2 separate regions of the Columba livia genome follow, and region 1 is linked to region 2. Evidence: chromatin contacts called from public Hi-C data. All regions are on one chromosome and are shown on one strand. The core of a region is the stretch at or near the end of the contact, and the rest is flanking DNA. Distances in the headings are between cores, read along the strand shown. Region 1 holds the start of COL12A1 (collagen type XII alpha 1 chain). Region 2 has its middle 110 kb from the start of CD109.

Region 1 (6,177 bases), core at 2,259-4,758, 590 kb after region 2:
GCCGTGCCGAGCTGCCCACCGGCGGCAGCAGTGGCAGCGGGCTCCTCGAGGCGCTGGGCCTGGGCAGCCATGCCAGCTGGCCCACATCCCGTCTGCGGGGCGGTGTGGACAGCACACCAGAGAGACAGAGAGAGGGAGCTACGGTCCGGCTGGCTAGCCGGGAGAAACAGAGCACAGAAGGAGCTGGGCAAGGAAGGAGAGGTGTTTCTCTGAAGGAGAGAAAGAGAAGGTGAAGTAGTTACACTCAAAATGGAGAGAGTCTGTAGGCCAGGGCTGGTTGGGAGGTTTGCTTGTCAGCAGGGCATGGGGGACAAGGGGACAGGGAGGGGAAGGTTACCTTCAGCCTCGATGGAGGAGAGGAGGGCGGCTGCACACAGAGCAGCGACTGCCGAGCACAGCGCTGTCTTCATTTCTGCCCTTTCAGATCACAACAACATGAATGAATCTGCAGTGATGGGGTGGGGGGAAGAGAGAAAGGAGAAGGAAATGATACGCGTGGATTAGAGTATTGGCGTGGGTGTATTCATGAAACATAAAAAAGATGAACCGTGGATTTCACTTTGTTCCCTTATCCCCAGCCCCCACCCACAGGACCAGGTTGAAACCTCTAGACTTGAAAGCTGTCCAGAAGGATGACAGATCTGCATGACTAACTGGAGAGTCTCGTCTCGCAATAATGTGCCTTTTGTTGCTGAACCCTTTCCAACTGCGGTAAGCACACACAGCTTTAACCTAGTCGGGGTTAATTTGATCAGGGAAGCGCGGTGAAGATCCGTGCCTCCGCATGGGCAGGAGCCAGGAGGGAGCTCCATGACTTCATCGCCGAGTGTGATGATAGCTAATTCAGAGGTCATTCCTGCCTTGGATCAACTAAATGGTTCTTTCAGCTGGGGATTTTATTCGGCTCCTTTTTCATAACTGTTGAAGCACTTAGTTAGCTGTGTTTTAGTGGTCTCAAGGCAGTTTGGAAACTGTAATAAAACTCTTTTTGAGGGGTTCTGCCTACAAATGTGCTATTCCTCATTTCTTGAAGGTCTGAAATAGATTATACAGAAGTGTGTGTAACACACAACTGAAACCTGACACATCTGTCTAGCCATGATGTTTCAACATCTGATAATTCATTTACACGTTCTGAGAGAAATAGATTTAAAATACACTATAAAAAGCAGACAAGCAAAAGAGGCTCACAGTCACTGCAGGTCGCCCAGCAAAATAAATGGGATTAGGCCAAGTTAGTGGTTCCTAATTGCAAGCAGCTATACCTTCATAACTATATGTTCTAGGTCGTGTCAAATTATTCCAAATCACTCCAGCAAAACTTCCAAATTATTTCCTTGTCTAAGTAAAAGATAATATGAACAGTCCTCATTGCATACGCATATAAGTATTTCTAAAGTTTGCGTTTTTCAGGAAGCAGGGGAGGGGTAATTTGTTTGAATAAAGTCATAAGTGCATCATATATCATAATTAGGCTGGAGGAAAGAGAATTCCAAAAGCAATTAGGCAACAGATTTTATCAGGAAGGTGCCAAGAGCAAAACAAAAGAAAAATACATAAATCATTAGTCCACAGAAACAGCTGAAGGCTAAAATAATATTCTTCTGCCATCTAGAGAACTAACCAGCAAGGCACATTTAGTGGGTAGATGCTATGGAGATCCAGGAATTTCCCAGTTACTGACGCAGAACTTAACAGGCTTCTGCGGGGCAGCTGTGTATGCTTGCCTTAGCCAAATGCCTTCACTGCACATAAAAATACCAAGAGCTCAAAGAAAAACTAAGCAATGGTTTCAGTCCAATGGTACCTCCAGCGTGTAAACAGAAGAGTAATATTAACCATAACAACTCCATGACACTAACACGAGAAAGACCAAGGTTAGCATTAAGTTCTCCTGAAAAGCTCCAAAATCATATCACTGCTCTGCGTGGGAAACGTCTGTCCCTAAGCACATCTGCTGCATTCTGCAGTGGGTTTAAGGATTGCCTAAACTCAACGTAAATGGACTTTTGTCCCAGAAATGTTGCGTGGGCTTGGAGTGCCATCTTTTGATCCTTTTGAAAAGCAACAGAAATTAATCATCTCACAAAGGCGTCTAGGACTTCACTAGTACTGCAGGGCTACCATTCCTGATGTACATTTTTCTTTCATTAAATACAATGTCTTGGCCAAAGCATTAGTTTGCCCACCTAGAAACTGTTTCTTTCTCGCAAACTTAGGTGCATGACAGAAAGCCTGGAGATGACAGAGGAAAACACCTCTCACTGGCTCAGCAGGGACACAAGAAGACTTTGTGTCAGGACTAAAGGTTTTCTCATTGATCTTTAGAGACCACTTAAAAAAAAAGAAAAAAAAAGGGCCTTTCACAAGTGTCAGTCCAATCTCATACTGATTCAATCTACAGAAGCTTAGCCTAAGCATTTCTGAACTGCACAGTGCATGACATTTCCCACTTTCAGTAAGAAAAAAATAAACCACCACACAGGAGAAGCCCACTACCTATCAAAGGCATAAAAAACTGGTAACAGGAGAAAGCATGACCGGCAGCTGCACACCCCGGGGAGGGAAGCGAGAGCTGCTGCCAAAGCCGCAGCGGTAGCGTGCCTGCGGCCGCCCTGGGCGCTCACACCGGGCTCCGGCTGCAGCCTCCGGCCGGAGGGAACCACCGTGGCAGGGACACCTCCACCGCTGCCTCCCACCGCGTTTCTGCTCCGCCACCCGTCCGCCGGCAGCGCCCGGGGCCGGAGCGCCCGTGCCCCCCCGGGCCCGACAGCCAGCAAGCCCCTCGGGGCGCTCCGCTCTGCGCCTCCACCCTTTCGGCCTCACTCCTGCAAGCCGGCTCTGACATGCCCAACAAGCACACACAGGCACACATAAGCTCTTTGCCCCCTCCTATGTCAGCCTTCAGCCCAGCGCTGCTAATCTCAGCCTAAAGTGCATCAAAAGGGGCTGCGTGCGTGGTGCGTACGGACAGGCAGAGGGGGTCGGCCGAGGGGGCAGCAGGGGATCCCCGCTCCTGCGCGGGCACAGACCTTCAGGGGAGGCTGCAGGGTGCCGGGGTCGGTGATGGGGCAGCTCCTCCGGCGGTGACTCCGGCGGTGCCTGCAGCAGCAGCCGCAGCCGTCGGACCTGGATAAAGGGAGGAAAGGATGAAGCTCCGGGGGCACCTTGTGGAGGGAGCAGCAAGTAGCAGCGGCGGCGAAGGAGGAGCAGAAGCAGCGGCAATAGCTGAGCGCAGAGGAGGCGCCTCGATTACTGTAGCTCCCGGTGCGAGGGGTCCGTCTGGGAAGACTTGCCTTCTCCAAGTGGGAAGAGCCTCCTCTCAATCTGCTACTTAATAGAGGGCTGTTCCCAACTCTCAATTTACCCTCGTAAGCGGTTACGAAACTGCAGGGAAGGTGGACTGCTGCCACCGGGTGATATATGCGCTGCTCTGCTCCAGCAAGGAAGGGGATCCACTTCTGGAAACTGGCGCATACCTCCGCGCATTCCTGCGGCATGAGGCGGGCGGCCGCCGCGGCAGCGCGCCCGCGGGCAGGGGCCCGGCCCGTCGCCCCCTCCCTTCCCTCGGCTTCCCAAAAGGGGGGAACATGGGAGGGCAGTGGAAAAACTGAGTTCCCGGGCACAGCTTCGATGGACGGCCTTGCGGAGGGTGTCCCTTGTGGGGGTTTCTAGGCAGTCGCCCCCGTCCCCCAGCGAAGGGCATGCTCTCCCTCCCCCGGCCGGGGCTGACCCCCGGGACAGCCCCGCAGTGGGGCGCGGGCAGCCCTGGTGGCGCGGCCGGGAAGCCTCGGGGTCAAAAAGAATACAGTCATTTTAATATAATTCAGGTGTGTCTGGCCTCCACCTTGTGTACCCTACCTAAATTAAACTACCTCCCTCGCTGCATAGGTGTTCTGCTTCGAGCATAGAGCACCGCCGGTGCTGGGTGCCGCCTGCAGCGGGGCTCTGCAGGCAGAAGGGACGGGGCGCACGGTCCTCACCGCCTCCTTCCTCAGATCCGGCGGGTAAACATGCGACCGTGACCCCTGTCTGAAACCGGGTGTCTTCAAAAGAAACTGCACTTCCCAAAATCGAACAGCCCTCTGGGCGATAGGCTCTGCGAGGGTCTCCCGTCTCTTGCTTCCCAGAGCCTGCCCGTGGCACCCGGCGTGTCCCAGAGGGTGACACGGCGGGACACACGGCCCCTTTATCTGGCCAGGGGGCCAGGGGAGGCAGGTAGTCCCCGGCCGGGGCTTCCAGAGGCCGCCGCCGGCTCCGCGCCGCAGCGGGGTCTGCTCTTGCACCCGTGGGGAGCGGCAGCCCCGGTAGAGCTCTGGGAACGGGCTCCTCCGGGGCCATTTCGGGCTAAACTACGGGATGGCAGTGTCCCCGTGGAGCGGGTCTGCAAACGGGGGAGGCGGAAAGGGACTAGAGATGGACGAGGAGCGGGGACAAACAGCGAGAGAGAACAGCTGCGGGTGTCTGGCCGCCGCGGTCCCGCTCCTCCCGGTCCCCAGCGCCACCGCCCGCCGCGCCGCGCCGGAGCGGGGCCATTCACGGTGCCGGGGCGCCCCCCGGCGGCGGCGCTCAGGGACGACCGACCGTCCGTCTGTCCGTCCGTCTGCCAAGGCTTCCGCGGGGCCCCCCAGGACCGCTGCTGGTAGAAAGCAGCTTTCAACGGGAAGGGACAAGAAGAAAAACAAAAGGCTGGGGAGAGGGGGAAACGGGACAATCCCTCAGTGCGGGATTTAGAACCTCGCTTTGGAGGGGCCGGTAACATTTCGGGGCATCTTGTCCTCGTGTCAGCTTTTGGACAGACGTGAATTTCAGAGCAATCAGCACGAAGTCCAGCCGGATTGGATGTGCCTCACAGTGGAGGTTAACAGTTTACCGGGGGACGGCTCCTGGGCACTTTTCCGGAGGACTGGGAAATCAAGGACATGTCGATGGGATATTGTCTCTTCAAAGAGGTTGTCTTCGTTTCTGTAATAGATCAGTTATCTGCCTGAGAACCCAAACACTGAAAAGAAAGTGATAACCAGAAGACGTGCGCTGACATTTCCAGACACTCTGGAAGTGAGTCAGCTGCTCTTAGGGACATGCCACAGCTTCAGTTGTCTGGTGTTGATAAAATGCACTTCCCAAAAGCAACATCTCCGCTGCTGATAAACTTTCAAATACTTCTGACCTTGCCCAGCTGTTGAGTTGGATTTTCTCTTTTGGCATTTTGACATCAGGAATTTAATTTCTTCTTCTTCTTCTGCCCAGATCTGATATGTGAAAGCAATATTTCTAAGAAATAATATTTAAAAAAAATAAAAGTTTTCTGAGCGAACACACCAGGAACACCAGTATAAATGTGGTGTGACCAATAGTTTCAAAATAATGGATATCAGGGATTACAATGAAATATCCTTCCATAGGAAGTTAATGAATGCAAATGAGGTATTTTAATCACTTGTGCACTGAGTATTTTTTACAATGTACTGTGAATTTTTGTCATCACGGGTTAACCAAGGTTTGATGTTAACAGCTAAAATCAATTAATGCAAATAATGAGTATGGAAGAAAATATGTATTATTCTATATAAAAGTTAAAACACTCAGAACAATTATTAAGCATATACAAGTAATTTGGTACTAATTCTACAACTGACTTTATATTAGTGGAGACTTTAAAACCAAAGAGTCTCTTAAGGGTGCAAGAATCTCACAGACTGTCCCTTGCAGACTTTGGTGCTGCTGAGGGGACCATCTCCCAGTCCTCTCAACTGACCAGCTTTGCTTAATTTCTTGTCATGAAATAAGACACAGAGCTGGCAAGAGCAAATAATTAATCGACTCCAAGGGCACCAGGATTTCATTCTTTAACTCTTCGTTCTAACCATGTTTCTCCCAAGATGTTTTACATGTAAAATACAGTAACAAATTGCATTTAGAGTGTGTGCTTCCATACATCACAGTAATTAAATGGGTTGTTTTTAATCAGCTCTGTTGCTATGTACATTCATAGTCTGAGTACACAATATGTGCTCCAGAAGGCATTTCTGAAATGCATAAACATTTACTTACACTCTCCTGTCTGCTTGTTTCTCAGACAAGTGTTAAAAACATTAAGACCATGTACTCCAGCTCTGCATTTTTCTCTGCTAAGCTGAATAGATTGAAATAGGGACAAATTTAAATACAAAAATC
Region 2 (5,686 bases), core at 2,802-5,301:
GAAAAAAATCTGTGCATCAGATTTGTGTTTGCAAGGTCGGACAAAATAGGTAGGAAAAAAAGAGCCCTCTCATTTGTAAACCTTCAAAGCCTCATTGATTACAAATAGTGAAACCTCATCTTCTCCCAAGAAGCTGGTGTGACTGAGCTGTACAAATTAAACAGTTTTATTTATTTATCTATTTATTTATTTATTTTCTAAGAGATGTGTCTGGCTTAACAGAGAGCTGTAAAGTTAATAAGTTAAGCCTCTTGGAGTTGACTGGCAGTTAGTGCCAAGAAAATTGTCAATAATGAGACCCAAGAAGTCATATACATGTAGCTTGATCGAAGGGAGCCTAAAGAAACCAGCAGCAAAAGTTTGGCAGAAAACACTAGATAAATACATGTTCTGACTTACAAACACTACTTCCAGCCACATTTGGCTTTCATTCACAAGTCTTGCATTGCAGATGGGGTCTGTCTCACAGGTGTAGTGTGTTCCAGACAGCAGAGATCAAATAAATTGTATAAATCTGCCTATTGAGACTTAACACATGATGTATGCTGGAAGATATGATACAACACCTTTGGTGCTCTGTAGTTACTCATAAGTTGGAACATACTCTTAGTTAAAGAGGTTCACTGGAAAACTGTTGTTTAATTTGTTCTAGCCTAACACTTACCTTCAAACCATCAGTGGGATTTTCCCCATAACTGCAATATTTTACATGAATTGTGACCTTTCAGGTGGGTCTTCTTAGTTTTTAAGCTAGTCTAGGACCCTTACACTGTCTGCTGGTGAAAATTATTTCTCCCAGGTCTTTGGGAACACACAGTAATCAAGCAGTTAAAACAACAAGGGAGACAACCCAACCCTGCTTTATCCCTGTGCAGTTTCACTGTTATGTGAGCCTGAGCTTAGAGGGTCACCAGAAAGCTTTAGATCTTGTCATATAATAGGCTAGGTCCCTCTAGCAGATGGGAAATAATAGTGATTTTGGCTTCAAAGTTTGTTGTTAATTGCCGCCTTGCCTTAAACCTTGACATGTTTGAACCCAAGGGAATGGGAGGAAGATGTGCCAGGGGAGGTTTAAGTTGGACATTAGGAAAAGGTAGAGGGTGGTAGAGCACTGGAACGGGCTCCCCAGGGAGGTGTCACAGCCCCAAGCCTGACAGTGTTCAAGAAGAGACTGGACAACACCCTCAGACACATGGTGTGAACTGAGGGGTTGTCATATGCAGGAACAGGAGTTGGACTTGATGATCCTTGTGAGTCCTTTCCGACTCAGGACATTCTATGATTCTATGAAACCCAAAAGTACTCTGGACTCTTCCTTTGACCAAAAAGGTATTGCTTCCTTTTGCATTATTTTATTTTAGATTTGGTTGTGGGGCTAGGAAATACAAAAAAGTTTTCTTTGCAAAATACCTAAAACACTGCTTAATGACAACAACAGAAAAAAATCCAAGGCTTTAAAAAAATTTTTGGCCACTCACATGGAAAGAATCTGTTAGAAAATGTGTTGCTAATGATCTCTCTGCATAAGCTATCTTTAGGATTTATTCTGATATCCCTTTCCCTGAAGAGTATCCTCGGAATAATGGGAAGGCTTATATGTTCCCACAGTCCTAGAAACTACATATTGTGGTTTTTTTCCTCATGCTATTAGGCCATCTCAACTTAGCCGAAAGAATAAGGATCAGAGGCAGATCCTTCTTTGAAGGACATAGTGGTCCTTCACACTTTGAACAGAAAGGTGAACCACCTCTTTTTGATGTCATCTTTTTGATGCCAGTAAAGCCTGAGTCAGAGCTATCCCTGAAGCACACACAGGTGACTGAGTTCCATCCTGAACCAGGACAAATAATCTTAATTTTGCTGCATTACGTATTTTTGGAGAACTGTGAAACATGTTTTGGCACTTTAGAATATCCTTCTACAGTGTCCAGACCCCACCTCAAGGCTGTCATTGTGATGGGCTGCCATTGTGATGGGTTGTCTGGGGGCAGTAGCTGAAAAGGCCAGACTTCTAAGGACTGGATGGATGTAGTTATACTGCCACACTAAATGTTGCCAGTCCCCAGATGATCAAATCTAGAGTCTGAATAAGTGAAGTCATGCATAGGTGTGTGACAGAGGAAAGCAGCCACAACAAGCAACAACTCCTCAGACCAACTCCAGAAAGAATCATAGAATAGTTTGGATTGGAAGGGATATATGTGTCCAACCCTCCTGCCATGAGCAGGGACATCTTCAAACAGATCAGGTTGCTCAGAGCGCTGTCCAGCCTGGCCTTGAATGTTTCCAGGGATGGGGCATCTACCACTTCTCTGGGCAATCTGTTCCTCTGTTTTACTACCCTCTGTGTAAAATATTTCTTCCTTATGTCTAGCCTGAATCTCCCTTCCTTCAGTTTAAAGCCATTACCCCTTGTCCTCTCGTAACAAGACTTGCTAAAAAGTCTGTTCCCATCTTTCTTACAGGCCCCTTTTAAGTACTGAAAAGCCACAATAAGGTCTCACTGGAGCCTTCTCCAGGCTGACCAAGCCCAACTCTCTCAGCCTGTCCTCATAGGAGAGGTGTTCCAGCCCTCTGATCATTTTTGTGGCCTCCTCTGGCCCCTCTCCAACAGGTCCATGTCTGTCTTGTACTGAAGGCTCCAGAGCTGGGTGCAGGACTCCAGGTGGGGTCTCACCAGAGCAGAGGGGCAGAATTACTTCCCTCAACCTCCTGGGCATGCTCCTTCTGGTGCAGCCCAAGATATGATTTGCCTTCTGGGCTGCAAGCACACATTGATGACTCATGTCCAGCTTTTTATCCACCAAAACCCTCTAGTCCTTCTCAGCAGGGCTGATCTCAATCCCTTCATCCTCCAGCTTGTATTGATACCAGGGCTTGCCCTGACTCAGATGCAGGACCTCGCACTTGTCCTCGTTGAACCTCATGAGGTTTGCATAGGCCTACTTCTTGATCTTGTCCAGGTTCCTCTGGGTGGCATCCCATCCCTCAGGCATGTCAACTGCACCACTCAACTTGGTGTCATCTACGAACTTGCTGAGGATGTGGTCGATGCCACTGTCTATGTAATTGATGAAGATATTAAACAATACTTGTTCTAGTATGGACCCCTGAGGGACACCACTTGTCACTGGTGTCCAGCCAGATATTGTGCCACTACTCTCTGGGTGTGACCACCGAGTTAGTTCCTCATCCACTGAACAGTCCACCCGTCAAATCCATACCTCTCCAATTTAGAGAGAAGGATGTTGTGGAGGACCATGTCAAAGGTTTTACAGAAGACTAGATGGACAACATCTGTAGTCCTTCATTTGTCCACTAGTGAAAAAAAAATAAAGCACTAAGAAGTTTGCATAAAACAACGGACATGGCAAAAAGATGAGAGATGGGTGGAAACACAGGGACGGTATCGCTGGAGAGCTGGATTGGCTGCTGAAAGAGACGATAGTAAAATGCTTGATCAGCTCAAGTAGGTCCAAAGTTCTGTGCTTGCACTGCTCGGCTCATTCATGGTAACAGGAGGAGAGTGTAGAAAGTAGGGAAGACAGGAGTGTGATGGTAGAGTACTCTCCAGACGTGCTGCTCAGACTGATACTACAGATTGCTGCTGCCCGAGGTTTGTGAAATGCCACGTACCTGCAGGCAGACACAGTGAAACCGCAGACTGTGGAGACAGAAAGGAGAGGCGGGGGAGTGGAATGGAACATTTTATGCAAAAGCTGCAATACACTGCTAAGATATTCACTACAAAACCCCTTTGAATAAATTTACTGAGAAAATGAGGTAGAAATGTCTGGATAGATGTTTAAGAATGAAGCAAGTTACTCCGCCAGGACAACCTGCCTTTAAAGAGCTGGAAAGAAACATGAAAGGGGCTGATGAGCAGTAACCTTCTGCTGAAGTCAGACTGAGAGGGAAAGCTGTTGTGTCTGAACATCAAAGATGCCTAAGAGATGTAAAACAATGTTGACAGTTTTTTTCAAACATTGTTCTTGCCCTAAGCAATATTTGGCAGACTAAATATGAATCTTCTTCAAGGTATGACTTTAAGTTAGCATTCAGATCCAAGATATGGCCTCAAATGGGATGTGTTGTATAATTTTACTGTTTCTCCATATATTATCATTTAATAGTAGTAGTCTGGGGCAATAAAGAGTTTGAGGATGAATTTTCCACTACCAGGGCAAAGTTTTGCAAGGTTATCTTTTACAAACAGTACTCCAGGAATCAGCTGCTCTTTCTGAGGTTTTTCGGAATGAGAGATTGTGACACAATCTCTAAGAAGGTCACAAAAATAAATGAATGGGATTGTTTTGCCCATATAAAAATAACAGGGGAACACTAAAATTCATCATTATTGGCAGCCTCGGGGCACATTGCTGCAAAGTCAGTGTTGCTGGGACAGTGTAGTGAGGCTTGGACAATGCCTGCTTGCCCTTTGCCGAGTTCTCATGGTTGCTTATTCATTTCTCAGTTTCCAACATACTAAAGCCAACATTTTTCATATTTGAATGGCAAAGTCCAGCTGAGTTAATTAAATCAGAAGTAAGCAGGATAAGAAGTGATTTCATAGAGTTTGTCAGTTGTGTTTTTTGTGCAGGGGATTTTCGCAGTACACTCTGTTTGGAACATGGAAGAAAAATCAAAATATTGTTTTCCCCTCTGTTTTTAGTGTGTATTGAGTAATGCCCTTCTGACTGTGCCATCTTTATCAGGAGAGGTGTGGCAGCTTCTCACAAGCTCTGTGCCTGACTAGATAAGTCACAACAGAGCAGCCTTAGGGTTCAGACAAGCAACCAAATTGATCGAGTTTGACAAGTTACTACAAGTCAGCTGAGCCACAGTAATTCTATGGATGTGCTTTAAGCGTGTGGCAAATCTAGGTTACTATAGTAAAGCTTTAACCTCTTTAATTGCAGACTAAGAGATCTGCAGCATCCAAATTTGGAGTTGTCTTCTGTTTTTTGTGTGGAGAGTTACAATACAAAGACAATGGGGATTTTGCATCAGGGATATACATACATTATGGATGTGCAATAGTTATGAAATATGCCTTCCACTATTCAAGACTAAATAATAGCTTGAGCTTTACCATCAACCTTTTGCCCAGAGAGCTGAATAGCCCAATTTTTAACTCTAAGCAGTTCTCCTTTCTGCTTCCACATGTTGTGACTGCTTTCCTCTTTCACACCTGTGTGTAAGCTTGCTTAGTCAAGACTTCAGCTTTGATTATGTGAGGACTGACGGCATCTGGTAAATAACTGTGATAAAGTTTTTTGTAGTAAGGACATTACCTCTCCAGGAACTGCAGCAAATATTATGTGTTTCAAAAAGGCTGCTAGTGAAGCCAAGAAAGGATGGGTTTGTTTGTTTTGTACAAGGATAGAAGGATTTGAACCCTACATACTTAAATTTGCTCTACCTTTTTGTTTGTTTTTGTTAACAGCTTTTTCTTGTCAGGTGCCTCCATTTTTGAAGTGACATTATTTAGTGAATCTTACTATACAAAAAAAGAAAAATACTTCAGGTTTTTATCTGAGATAGTGAGACGCACAACTTGGCAAAACTGCAATTTGTTTTTCCTGCCATTAAAGATATAATAAATTTATTTTACAGCTTTGTGATCTCATCAGTTTTTGCATGTAGTTGTTCATCAACAAACATATAGTACAAGCTGTTCCTGTTA

What was found. Hi-C and Micro-C count contacts between places; a contact is called where the count stands out from the background.
Region 1: a contact with region 2 is called in a Hi-C map of crop, with 6 times the contacts expected there. The contact joins the promoter of COL12A1 here to the enhancer-like site in region 2. A contact is called at or near these places in 2 of 2 Hi-C or Micro-C datasets (crop and liver).

Annotation. Positions count from the first base shown.
Region 1 is chr3:33,383,873-33,390,049 of bColLiv1.pat.W.v2, forward strand. COL12A1 (collagen type XII alpha 1 chain) reads right to left here and starts at 3,509. Exons shown (of 52, transcript XM_065056323.1): 1 at 3,297-3,509; 2 at 3,033-3,129; 3 at 338-445. The coding sequence starts at 410.
Region 2 is chr3:32,792,155-32,797,840 of bColLiv1.pat.W.v2, forward strand. No RefSeq gene overlaps it. Among named protein-coding and RNA genes, the nearest start is that of CD109, 110 kb to the left of the region's middle. Within about 2 kb of position 4,052, at least 1 of the 3 cell types and tissues checked has an H3K27ac peak away from gene starts, as active enhancers do.